Linked DNA regions of Sus scrofa: all the other regions are linked to region 3. Evidence: chromatin contacts called from public HiChIP or PLAC-seq data. All regions are on one chromosome and are shown on one strand. The core of a region is the stretch at or near the end of the contact, and the rest is flanking DNA. Distances in the headings are between cores, read along the strand shown.

Evidence for each region. HiChIP or PLAC-seq counts read pairs in DNA pulled down with a chosen protein or histone mark.
Region 1: an H3K27ac HiChIP or PLAC-seq map of alveolar macrophages shows a contact between it and region 3. The contact joins the promoter of GTF3C3 here to the promoter of COQ10B in region 3. A contact is called at or near these places in 1 of 5 promoter capture datasets (liver) and 1 of 2 datasets of contacts at active chromatin or transcription factors (alveolar macrophages).
Region 2: an H3K27ac HiChIP or PLAC-seq map of alveolar macrophages shows a contact between it and region 3. The contact joins the promoter of PGAP1 here to the promoter of COQ10B in region 3. A contact is called at or near these places in 1 of 5 promoter capture datasets (liver) and 2 of 2 datasets of contacts at active chromatin or transcription factors (alveolar macrophages and skeletal muscle).

What each region holds. Positions count from the first base shown.
Region 1 is chr15:100,699,692-100,703,693 of Sscrofa11.1, reverse strand. It overlaps GTF3C3 (general transcription factor 3C polypeptide 3), which reads left to right and starts at 1,989. Exons shown (of 18, transcript XM_013982275.2): 1 at 1,989-2,199; 2 at 3,177-3,288. The coding sequence starts at 2,098.
Region 2 is chr15:100,818,913-100,822,380 of Sscrofa11.1, reverse strand. PGAP1 (GPI inositol-deacylase) reads left to right here and starts at 1,778. Exons shown (of 27, transcript XM_021075856.1): 1 at 1,778-2,052. The coding sequence starts at 1,906.
Region 3 is chr15:101,336,049-101,339,547 of Sscrofa11.1, reverse strand. It overlaps COQ10B (coenzyme Q-binding protein COQ10 homolog B, mitochondrial), which reads right to left and starts at 1,536. Exons shown (of 5, transcript XM_001928774.5): 1 at 1,238-1,536. The coding sequence starts at 1,359. It overlaps SF3B1 (splicing factor 3B subunit 1), which reads left to right and starts at 1,530. Exons shown (of 26, transcript XM_001928794.4): 1 at 1,530-1,831.

The DNA.
Region 1 (4,002 bases), core at 740-3,239, 640 kb after region 3:
ATCACTTAGAAGTGGAGAAAAGAAAAACAGAAAGATTACGATTTCAAGACATATTGCTACATTCTGACCTGTAAACCAACAGTCATCTGTCATGTCATCAAGTGTTCCAAGAAGAAAACCTGTCCTTCCACCCCTTGCTCCCTGTTCCAGTTCTCCACAACATGAATCTAAGTTGTTATTTCCATATTCTAGGCAGAGCCTTCTCTTTACCTGTGACCATTTGCCTCCCTTTGCTTTCATTCTTTTACCCTAGGAGAGTTAGGACTAGACTTTTTTTTTTTTTTTTTTTTTTTTTTTTTTGCTTTTCATGGCTGTACTTGCAGCACATGGAAGTTCCCAGGCTAGGGTCGAATTTGAGCTGCAGCTGCTGCCCTGTGCCAGAGCCACAGCAGTGCCAGATCCAAGCTGTGTCAGCAACTTACACCACAGCTCACGGGAACACCAGATCCTTAACCCACTGAGGGAGACCAGGGATCGAACCCGCATCCTCATGATACTAGTCAGGTCTGTAAACTGCTGAGCCATAACGGGAGCTCTTGACTTCCTCACAAGTGCAATCCTCTGACTCCCTGGAGAAATTCAGGGGGGAACTGGCTTATAAATAATTTCTCTGGATTACCTTAACCCAACCCACCCCACTAGCCTCCCATATTTTATACCCAGATTGGGCCCTGGTGATCATTTATTACGAGAAAGAAATGCCTTCTAGCTGTGAGATATTTTTCTCTCACCTGGAAGTCCCCCTCTTGCAGGTCCTGGGCCCTCATCTGCCATCTTACAGTTGCTTTTCCTTGTCTGGATTGTCATAAAGAGTCACCAATGGCCAAGCCAGGTAATTGGTTCCTTGTAATTTGTCCCTAATCTCAGCTTCATACTGAGCTGCATTTCATACCTCTACTCCCTTGTCCGTTCCCAAGGCACTTTCACTGCCATCCAATTAAATTCATAAATGTGTTTGGAGCACAGATTACTAGGCTACAGAGAGTTCACAAAGATGTGCCAGGTAGTATTTTTCTTCAGATGTTGACAGCTAGTGTCTTTAGAAGAGGATGGCAGAGAAATAGTTATAATACAAGGTAAAAGATATAAACCATATAAAAATATAAACCAAAATATAAATAGGAATGAAGAATAGTTCTATTGAGGAGAGGCAGTATATCATATTAATTCCAAATATGGGATTTGGAGTCAGATAGATCAGGGTTCAAATCCTGGCTTTACAACATATTAGATATAGGACACTGGCATTAGGAATAACAACAACAACAAAAATACAATCCATTTTTAAGGATTATTTTGATATATGAATGTAATAAGCGTAAGACTGTACGTGGCCTATACAGTAAATTGGCAACAGTGTGCGCTAATCATAGCCAACATTTGATTATCTCTAAAAGTTTAAGAAAAGAAGAAAATTTGGGTGGGAGTTAGAGGTGGGACACAAAGTCCAGATAAACTTATTTACAGACTGAGAAGGAGCCTGGGGAAGGAGAAAGTTTGAGGATTTGTAGAAGACGGGAAAACTGATGGTGCCATCCGTTGGAGAAGATGAGACTTAGAGCATCGTTTGAGGGAAGACTAGCTTTATGTGGCAGGGCAGAATCAGCAAGTGAAACATGCACGTGTTAGAGCAAATGGTTAAATTAAGAAAAAAAATCACTACAGTAAAGATCAAATTAATTTAAAGAAAAACATTCAAAAAAGAAATGAATTGAGAGAATTTTAAAGGAGAATTGAGCGAAATGATGAAGACGTAGGAAAATTTCCTTAAAGCGCATTTTATTTCCAACTCCTTAATAAGGTTCAGCGCGAGGACCGAGGCCAGCTGCATAGGCAGCCCAAGCGCCGAGAGGGTCCTGCCCCAGCCCTGGTCCCGCCCACGCCCACGCCCCGCTCACGCCCATTTCGCCAGGACGAAGGCGTGGCCAGATGTTCCGCGGAACTCGAGTGCGGCGGCTGCGGCGCAGGCCGGACAGGTTTCCTGGGAGAACAGCGGGTCCGTTTTTTCAGCGCCCCGGCCCGGGATAGAGTCTGTAGGCTTAGCCCTTCCGTTTCTCCGTCTCGGTTCCTGGAACTGCGTATCAGAACCCCGCAGACATGTCGGGGTTCAGCCCGGAGCTCATCGACTATCTGGAAGGGAAGATCTCTTTTGAGGAATTTGAAAGGCGGAGAGAAGAGAGAAAAACCCGCGAAAAGAAAGTGAGGAGATGATAGGCCAGAATGCTGTCTACTGTCTTGTCGCCCTAATACACTTAAGAGATATGGGGACCCAGTAACCCCATTCGCTCTAACGGGGCGGGTCCGGTACTTAACAGCAGTTTCTTCCCCTGATTAGCGAAACTAGTTCTCACCTCGTCCCTGTGCTGAGCTCCCCCTTAAAACATTTCGCCCACCGAAAAGACTTTGGCTCGGTGGTAACCATTTCTCTTTTTTTCTATCACCAAATAGTGCGATTTCTCATTAGGTTAAATGAGGGGCATGGGGAGTAGAATTTGGAGTCAGTATCTTGTTCTCTTCCTAGTTTTGCCACTGTGTTTTTGTGTCTTTGGATACCTCTCTTCTTGAGGCCTCAGTTTCTTTATTTCTTGATGGAGAGGTTGGAGGTCCCGTTTTTGAGGAGTCTACTAGTGGTGTGACGTAATCTTTCACAGAAAAAAGGGAATTTTCTTGTCTTATAACGAAATCTTCACTGGTGCATTTTTTTTTTATATTTATGAAGAAATATCTGAACATTCCATGTCTTCTCACTTAACCTTAAGTCCCAGGGAAAATATTTATGAAGATCTGAACATTCCATGTCTTCTCACTTAACCTTAAGTCCCAGGGAAAACCTTAAGTCTCAAATTGGCACCTTTTGAGATTAGCTGTCGGATTCTTTCCTAAATTATGCAGCTATTAAGTGCCCCATCTTTTTGATTTAAAAAGCAAGGATACAGTGTGTAGATTAATGAAATCACCGTTTTTAAAATTACTTTTTACAAATGACCGATTCAGCCTGAAGGGTGAGACCTAAATATTCTGAAATGCTTTGACAGCATTCAAATTTAGATTCCACATCCCTTATATGTCTTCAGAGCTCAAGTTCTATAGAAATAGAAAATGAGGCAGATGCTCTGTTCTCAACTGGAAGGAGCTAAATGTGCATTTGTTTTTGAATCATTAATTTTCAACCACAGAGTCTTCAGGAAAAAGGAAAGTCATCAGTTGAAGAAAATCCAAATGACTCTGAAGTTCCATCATCATCTGGAATTGACTTTACCAAATCTCAGGACAAAGATGTCAATGAAGGTATGTTAAGATCACTTGGTATCTTCATTAGATGTTTAAGATACCTAATGATTTAGTGGAAACATTATTATTATTTTTTTTTATGGAGTGGTATTCTGTTGTTGATGACCTGGTTTACCTGGAGTGTAGTGCTTGATGTATAATAGGTGCCTAATAAACATTTCCTGAGTTATTGAATATGATAATGGTTCATTTAATGGGTTATATTTATGGAGTTTTTTTCCTTTTTTCTTTTCTCTTTCTTTTTTTGCTTTTTAGGCCCGCACCCACGGCATATGGAAGTTCCCAGGCTAGGGGTAGAATTGGAGCTGTAGCTGCTGGCCTACACCAGAGCCACAGCAACTCAGGATCTGAGCTGCGTCTGCGACCTACACCACACAGCTCACACAATGCTGGATCCTGGACCCACTGATCGAGGCCAGGGGTGGAATACACATCCCGCATCCTCCTGGATGCTATTTGGATTTGTTTCTCCTGAACCGCAAGGGGAAATCTCTGTGGAGTTTTTCAAATTGACATCGGTGTCTGGGAGAATTTTAGAATTTTTTTTTTTTTTTGATTTGGCTGCCCTGCAGCATATGGAGTTCCCAGACAAGTAATCCGATACCAGCTGCAGCTGCAGCAACACCGGATCCTTATCTCACTGGCCAGGTCGGGGATTTAACCTTCGTCTCAGTGTTCCAAAGATGCCATTGATCACTTTGTGCCACAACA
Region 2 (3,468 bases), core at 529-3,028, 520 kb after region 3:
GGGAGCGGCCCAAGAAATAGCAACAACAACAGACAAAAAGACAAAAAAAAAAACCCCCCAAAACAAAAAACTAACAGAGAGTCCCTTGACTCTCTCTCTTGCACTTCTTTCTGCATGGACAATCAAGGCAGCAGGTTGCCACAACTCATGAAGGCCACGTGAAGAGTGAGCTCAGTGGTTTCTCTATGGAGCAGAGTCCTCGGGAATGGATAGATCCTGGTTACTTAGTGTCGTCCACCAACCAGAATAACTGGCATCACCCAGGAGCTTGTTAGAAATGCAAAATCTTGGGTTCCACTCCAGAACTACTGAATCAGAATCTGCTTTTTTAAACAGACTCTCGAAGTGACTCATATGTACATTAAGTTTAAGAAGCACCAGGATAAACAGATAAGCATAGCTTTATCCTTGGTTTATTTGTGCTGGTCATGATATGCTAGGGCAAACGAGGAGCAGACATCCTGCCTGTGATGTTCTCTAGCTCTCAGACTCAATGTATTCCCTTTTTAATGTACAATTTAAATCCTTTTCCGAAAGATTGGTCATCCCGCCCTTGGCAATAACTCCTCCGCAATTGCACCCCGACCCCAGGTGCTCTTGTATCTGAAAATCATGGTACTGTACAACATAAACTATAAGTTTCCTTTTAGTTTTAAAATTATTTGTTTTTTTTTATCATAGCCAAACTTCCTCTGCACAGCAAAATTCCCAGAAAATCAGCCCAAGTAAAATGCAATTCAATCGGTGCAATTACCTACCTACACACACACACCCATCTGCTGTTGGGTCAGCTTTAGAGGGTGCTACCATGTCTAACTCCAAACATTTTAGTGTTTTGAAGCTGAATATGAATGCTTTTTGAGCTGATTTTTACCACCTTTGTGCGAAACCCAAACCGAAATTCCTCAGATTGAATTAAGTCACCTGAGGGAGTCTGAGTGGAAGCTTGAGCTAATGTGCCTGCACAAGTTAATGTTAACATGGAACCTATTTCCGAAGAGGTGAGGGTGCTGGGGCGCAAGGGAAGTCAGAGACACATTGATTACGCAGATCACCTATGGGGGCGTCCGGGTTAATGGGAAAACCTGGTAACATTTAAGAGATCAAGGATGCTTTCTGTGATTTAGGCTTTCATCTTATACCGAGACGTGAATCGTGCCTACCTGCTGGTGGGAGTTTTGTTGTTGTTTGTTTTAATGAGCCAGTGCTTTTAAGCGCTGTTACCTACTGGGCCGAGGTCGGCGGTCAGAGAAGGCAGAAAAAGCTATTTGTTCCCGGCTCCAGCTAACTGGTCCAGAGAGCTGCGAATATGCTCAACCCTCCCTGGGGGAAGAAACTGCGGAGGCCTGAGGCGTTTCAAAATTGAACGGTTAGGGTTATTTAACTGCACAGGGAGAGCTGTTTGCGACGTGACAACTGATGGTCTCCGGGCTCTGAGGGGACCGCTCTCGTGGCCCGCCCGCTCGCTCTCCTTAATCGCCTCTTCCTCTCCACGCCCGCCCATCCAACGCCCACCCCCAAGCCTTTCCCTCCCCGCGCCTCCAGGACTCCCGCGCTCCGCCCATCCCTCGCTAGTTCTTCTTCTCCCTCCTCGTCTGCTTCTCTTTGCGCTTCACTCCCTTTCCTTTTCCTCGCGCCCTCTCCACTCTCCCTCCAGCCCAGCCCACTCCGCTTTCTGCTTTCTCAGCCTTCAGATTCGCGCTCCCGCGGCAAACGCCGCCTCCGCTCTCCCAGCGAGGAGCCGGGTGGGAGGCGTGAGGAGAGGCTGCGCGCAGGCGCACTGCGCGGCAGGGGCGCGGGCTGGCCGGGCGTTCACGCAGGCGCGCGCCGCGCGGGCTTTGCTCCTTTGCGAGCTGCGGGGCGTTCCGCGGTTCGCTCGGTCAGAGCTGGCGGCCTCGCGGCACCATGTTCCTTCACTCGGTCAATCTCTGGAATCTGGCGTTTTATGCCCTCATGGTCTTCATGGCGACTCTGGGGTTATGGGACGTCTTCTTCGGTTTCGAGGAGAACAAGTGCAGTATGAGCTACATGTTCGAGTATCCGGAGTATCAGGTGAGGTTCCGCTTTCCCTTCACCCGGGCGCTCCGAGCCTCGAGCCCCTCCATCCTGCCCCTTCTCTGCGTTTTCCTGCCTCGGCTCCGCGCGCCTCTCCCGCCCACTCATCCCAAGCTAGCTTCTGCTTTCTCCTCCCCCGAAGACTTCGCAGTCCCCCGCGGCCCCCTTCTCCTGCCCTTTGTGTCCTGTCTTTACGGTGGGATATTTGATATCCGGTTCCCAGAGCATCCTTCCCGCTCCCGTCGAGGTGGCTCCCCAGATCCTCCGTCCCCTTCGTGGTCCCACAGCCCCAGCACCGGCTGTTCCGAAGGGCCGGGCCCGCCGTCGCTGCTCTCCTCGAGAAGTGCCGTCCCATCCTCTCTGCCGAAACCCAAACCTCACCCTCCCGCCTTCCCGCCCTAACAGGTGCCCCGGGCCCCCCTTTGCTTCTGAAGCTTTGCGATTCTTCCGCTCCCTCGCAGTAATTTGCGCGTCAGCTCTCGCTTTTCGAGAAAGGAACCGAGCTTCTGCACAGCGTGTATCGACCAGATAGTTCCCAAGGCCACCTTTGAGACTTAAGGGTTTTACCTCTTGTGAAAGGCCAAACTGATGAGTAATTAAATAGGAAGCTAGTCCTGTGACGGTTTGGCGGAGCCCCCCGTTTTGTAGGTTAGGGGTCCGTGCGTTTGCATGCATCCTGTGTTGATGCATGTCGCCTTTTCCCAGTTGCGCCCAAAAATCTATTTCATGGTGTTATTTTTGTTTTCTCATTGTGTTTGCAATTTAAGAGAGACTTCTTTCTCTCCCTCTCTCCTTCCCCACCTCTTTCGTTTCATTTTAGATTTCTTCTTTTTAAATTTTATTGAAGTGTGGTTGATTTATAATGCTGTGTTAATTTCTACTCTACTGCAAAGTGACTCAGGTGTATATATCTTTTTCATGCCTTTTTTTTATTACGGTTGATCACAGGATAATGAATACAGTTCCCTGTGCTATGCAGTAGGACCTTGTTGTTTATCCCATTTTGAATGTTTTTAATCACAGTTGATTTATTAGCATAGTAGACTCCAGGATTTCATTCATGACCAGCTGTAAACGATATATTACACAATCATCTAAAGAAATTTCTCCTGAATGATTTTTTTTCTTTCTAAACTCCTCTCCTAGTTATGGAATATATATTGGAATGAGAACTCTCTACCATAAAAAAGTATGTACTGTAATGCATATTGATAAAATGCAGTTAAAACCGTAGCAAATTTTTTCAATAAGGTAAAGTATGGAGATCCTGATTGTTTCTGTGTGCAGATCATGGAGGAGCGTATTATTTGATTATCCTGCTATTATTTAATCTTAAATCTATGTAAGGTTTAAATTGCTTAAGGGCATCCTTTCCTATGGGCAAAATTCAGATTTAGATTTCATTTGTTTTGA
Region 3 (3,499 bases), core at 287-2,786:
ACACTCAGCCAGCAGATGAGGGGGATACCTGAGAATATGGCTTCAAAAATACAAGAAAAAGCTTTTGAAAAATTAAAGCTGTTTATAAAAATTAGATGGGTTTATTTCCAAAGGTAATGTAAGATAAGTCAATGAAAATGGTTAACTAAATGCTGCATGACTGTGGAAAAGGATCAAATACATGAACTGTATGAATGAACTTATCCCGTAGATTCATCTCTTAGACTAAGGGTGTCATGTGTTCCTGAAAATCCTTAAAAATATGTTCAGTGAATTTTAAAGGTAGTAATAATACTAACAACATTTTCTGAGTAAACTCATACACTTTGCTTTAAAGTGGTAGTATACCAATAAAAATTAGTAATAGTTACTCTGCTAAATGAAGCAGAACAGTAGAAATAAAATAAGCTACTAATTTGGCTTGTTGGTATTTAAAAAATTTATTGAATCTAAAAGTTCTGGAGCGAATCCAAATTTGTGCCTTCTCTCTCCACCCTGTACAGTTTACAACTGGAATTCATGTTAAACGTTAATTTTAATTTTCGAGCATAATGTATTAAAATGTCATTAATAAATGGAAACTACGCGGTCTAAGTATGGAATCCTTCATGTCTCCACCTCCATCACCTAACAAAAAAAACCCAACAACCAGGAAAAGTGAAGGCAGATTCTGGCTCAAGGTGTTACAGGATCGCTAAGCTCCAACAGCACGGAAAACAAAATCCACAAGTCCCCTATTTCGGCTTCAATTGAGTTTAGCAAGCACCAAAGGCCGGGGGCAAAAACTGTTAACAAGAAACTGAGAAAGCAAGTCTGGCCATTGGGCACGCTCACCGCCAGGCAACAAACTCCCACAAACCCATCAACTCGCAACTCTGGCGCTGCAGTTAACTTTCCGAGAGCAGCATAAGTAGGCCCGGAAGAGCCCAAAGGCACCTCCGCGGAGCTGCTTTATCAGCTGCTTCTAAAGTCGCTAGGCGGATGATTCACCGCCTCTCGCGAGGGCAACGAACTACAAACAGACGGGGCATCCGGAACAGGCCAGCGAGCCTCAGCCCAACGCGGGGGGGCGGGCGGGGAATGCGCGCGGCCCCAAAGGCAGCAGACCTACCCTTTCTCTCCAGAGACCGGGAAACTCATCGGGCTCGCCTATTTCACCCCAAATGACCCCGGTCCCTTTGCTCGGCAAGGCTGGGCGGAAAACTACCCCCAATGCGGCGAACCCATTGTTCATTACCTGATGTTCCGCGGAGGCCCCTGCGCAGGAGCCGGGACTCCGGTCGCTGTCGCCGATTTTGGACGGCATCCCGAGACCACCTTTCTCAAGGTTCTCTGGCCTGTCCGAGCTGCCACAAACATCTTACCGAAGCCGGTGCGCCTCTGGGACCAGGCAGACGGCACCGCCCTCCTTCCCGGGGCCCGACCTTCCCGGCGCCGGCGCCTTCCAGCCAATCGGCGGGCCCCCTGAGCCGCCAGACACGCCCCTTCTCCCTCCCAGATTGCGCAGAGCTGACGCACATTCCCACTGCCGCAGGGCGTCCTGTAAACGCGCTCGTCATCCTTCCTGCCAATCAGAGGGGGCGTAGGGCCATCGGTACCCACCTCTTTCCGCCGGCCACTCTCTAGTTCCTGCCGCGCGCTTGGGCGCCTTACGTAAGGTCCACGGTGACCGCTCACCCCCCTTCCCGCGCTGGAACTCTTCCCCGGATTCGTCAACCGCCGCGGTTCTCTTGGGTGCTGTTTCCGGTCGTGAGGCTCGCCACATGAGCGCAGCCCGGGGGCGGGAGGAAGCCCGAAATTCTAGGTGTTAGTTATGTAACTATCCAAACCGGTGAGTGCTGGGTCGGACCTGCCATCCCTGCTGGCCGTCAGTCTTGTTGTTAATGATTGTCTAATACAGTACCTGCCGTGCTTACCCAGTGAGGTTGGTGTGAGGGCAGTGTAAGGCCATGTCGTTAGGAAAGAGACTCGGGGGCGTTTGCTTTCTGCCTGTGTAGGCAACATTTTAATTGGTGTTCGTATGTGATAATGCTTTGTGCAGTTGAAATCCGTTGCTAGAAAGCATATTAAGCATTTTCCAGTACAACACAGGAGGTTCTTGTCCATTGAGGTGGTTCTGAGCTGCATCGAAATAATCCAATATCAGATTACTTTCGAATACCCAGTCCCTGCTCTTCTTGTCTTGAACTTTAAATATTGCCTCAAACATATTGCTTTAAAACACGTTTTAAAAAGTTTTATTGAAGTATAGTTGATTTACATTAAAACACATCTTAACCGTATTACTCCCCCACTCAATACCCCAGTGGTTACCAGTTGTCTACAAAATACAGGCATTGCACTAGGACATCCTACTGACTCCTATTGCAAACTACTGGTATTGTTAACTAGAAGGCCTGTTAACATTTTCAGTGCAAGACATGATGTACTTGTGTACTTAATATAAGGCTTTTTTTTTTTTGGACTTTTTAGGAATATGGAAATTTCCAGGCTCGAGGTTGAATCAGAGCTGCAGCTGTTGGCCTCCGCCACAGCTACAGCAACCCACTGAGCAGGGCCAGAATCAAACTCATATCTTCATGGATACTAGTCGGATTCATTACCGCAGAGCCACAACGGGAACGCCAAGGCCTTCTTTTGTTAAATCCAAAATTTTCTCACTGAACTCTTCCCAGACACAAGAAAATATCTATTGAATTGAGTCACCCAATTGAATAGTTTACCAATTAAAACTTATAAGGCAAATAAAGGAATTTTTGTAATAGATGACAGTGTAGAGTACTCATTTGACTTCTCAGCAAAGGAAAGAATAATATAAACTTAAAGGTGATAATAAACTCTGGTTGAGTTTTAGTAGATGACAGTGCTTCCACAAATGGGGGCTAAAAATCTGTCTCTACAATAGGAGAAGATTGGTAGTAAATTGAAACTCAGCAGAGACCTGTGGGAAGCAGTATGTTAGAGTCCAAACCAGTTATGCTGCCAAAAATATATTTGATACAACACCACCTATTAAGTATTCTTGACAAAATAATTGAATCTGAATCTGGTCAAGCTTTTATGTTACACCAGTTTAAACAAGGAATAGAACATATTAAATGGTACCAAGAGGATACAACCTGCCAAATACAGAATATGGAAAATTCTGTGGGACAAATGACCTAATTTCATCAACAAATGTCAAGTAAAGGAGAACTGGGGGTGAGGAGACTGCTGAACTTTCCAAGATTTAAGAGGCATTATTTGGGTTTTGTTTTGAACAAACTATATATAAAAAGACATGCAGTGAGTTCCAGTTGTGGTGCAGCAGAAACAAATCTGACTAGTATCCATGAGGATGCATGTTCAATCCCTGGCCTCAATCAGTGGGTTGAGGTTCTGGTGTTACCATGAACTGTGGTGTAGGTTGCAGACACAGCTCAGATCCCAAGTTGCTGTGGTTGTGGCATAGGCCAGCAGCTGAAGCTCTGATTTGACCCCCAGCTTGGGAACTTCCATA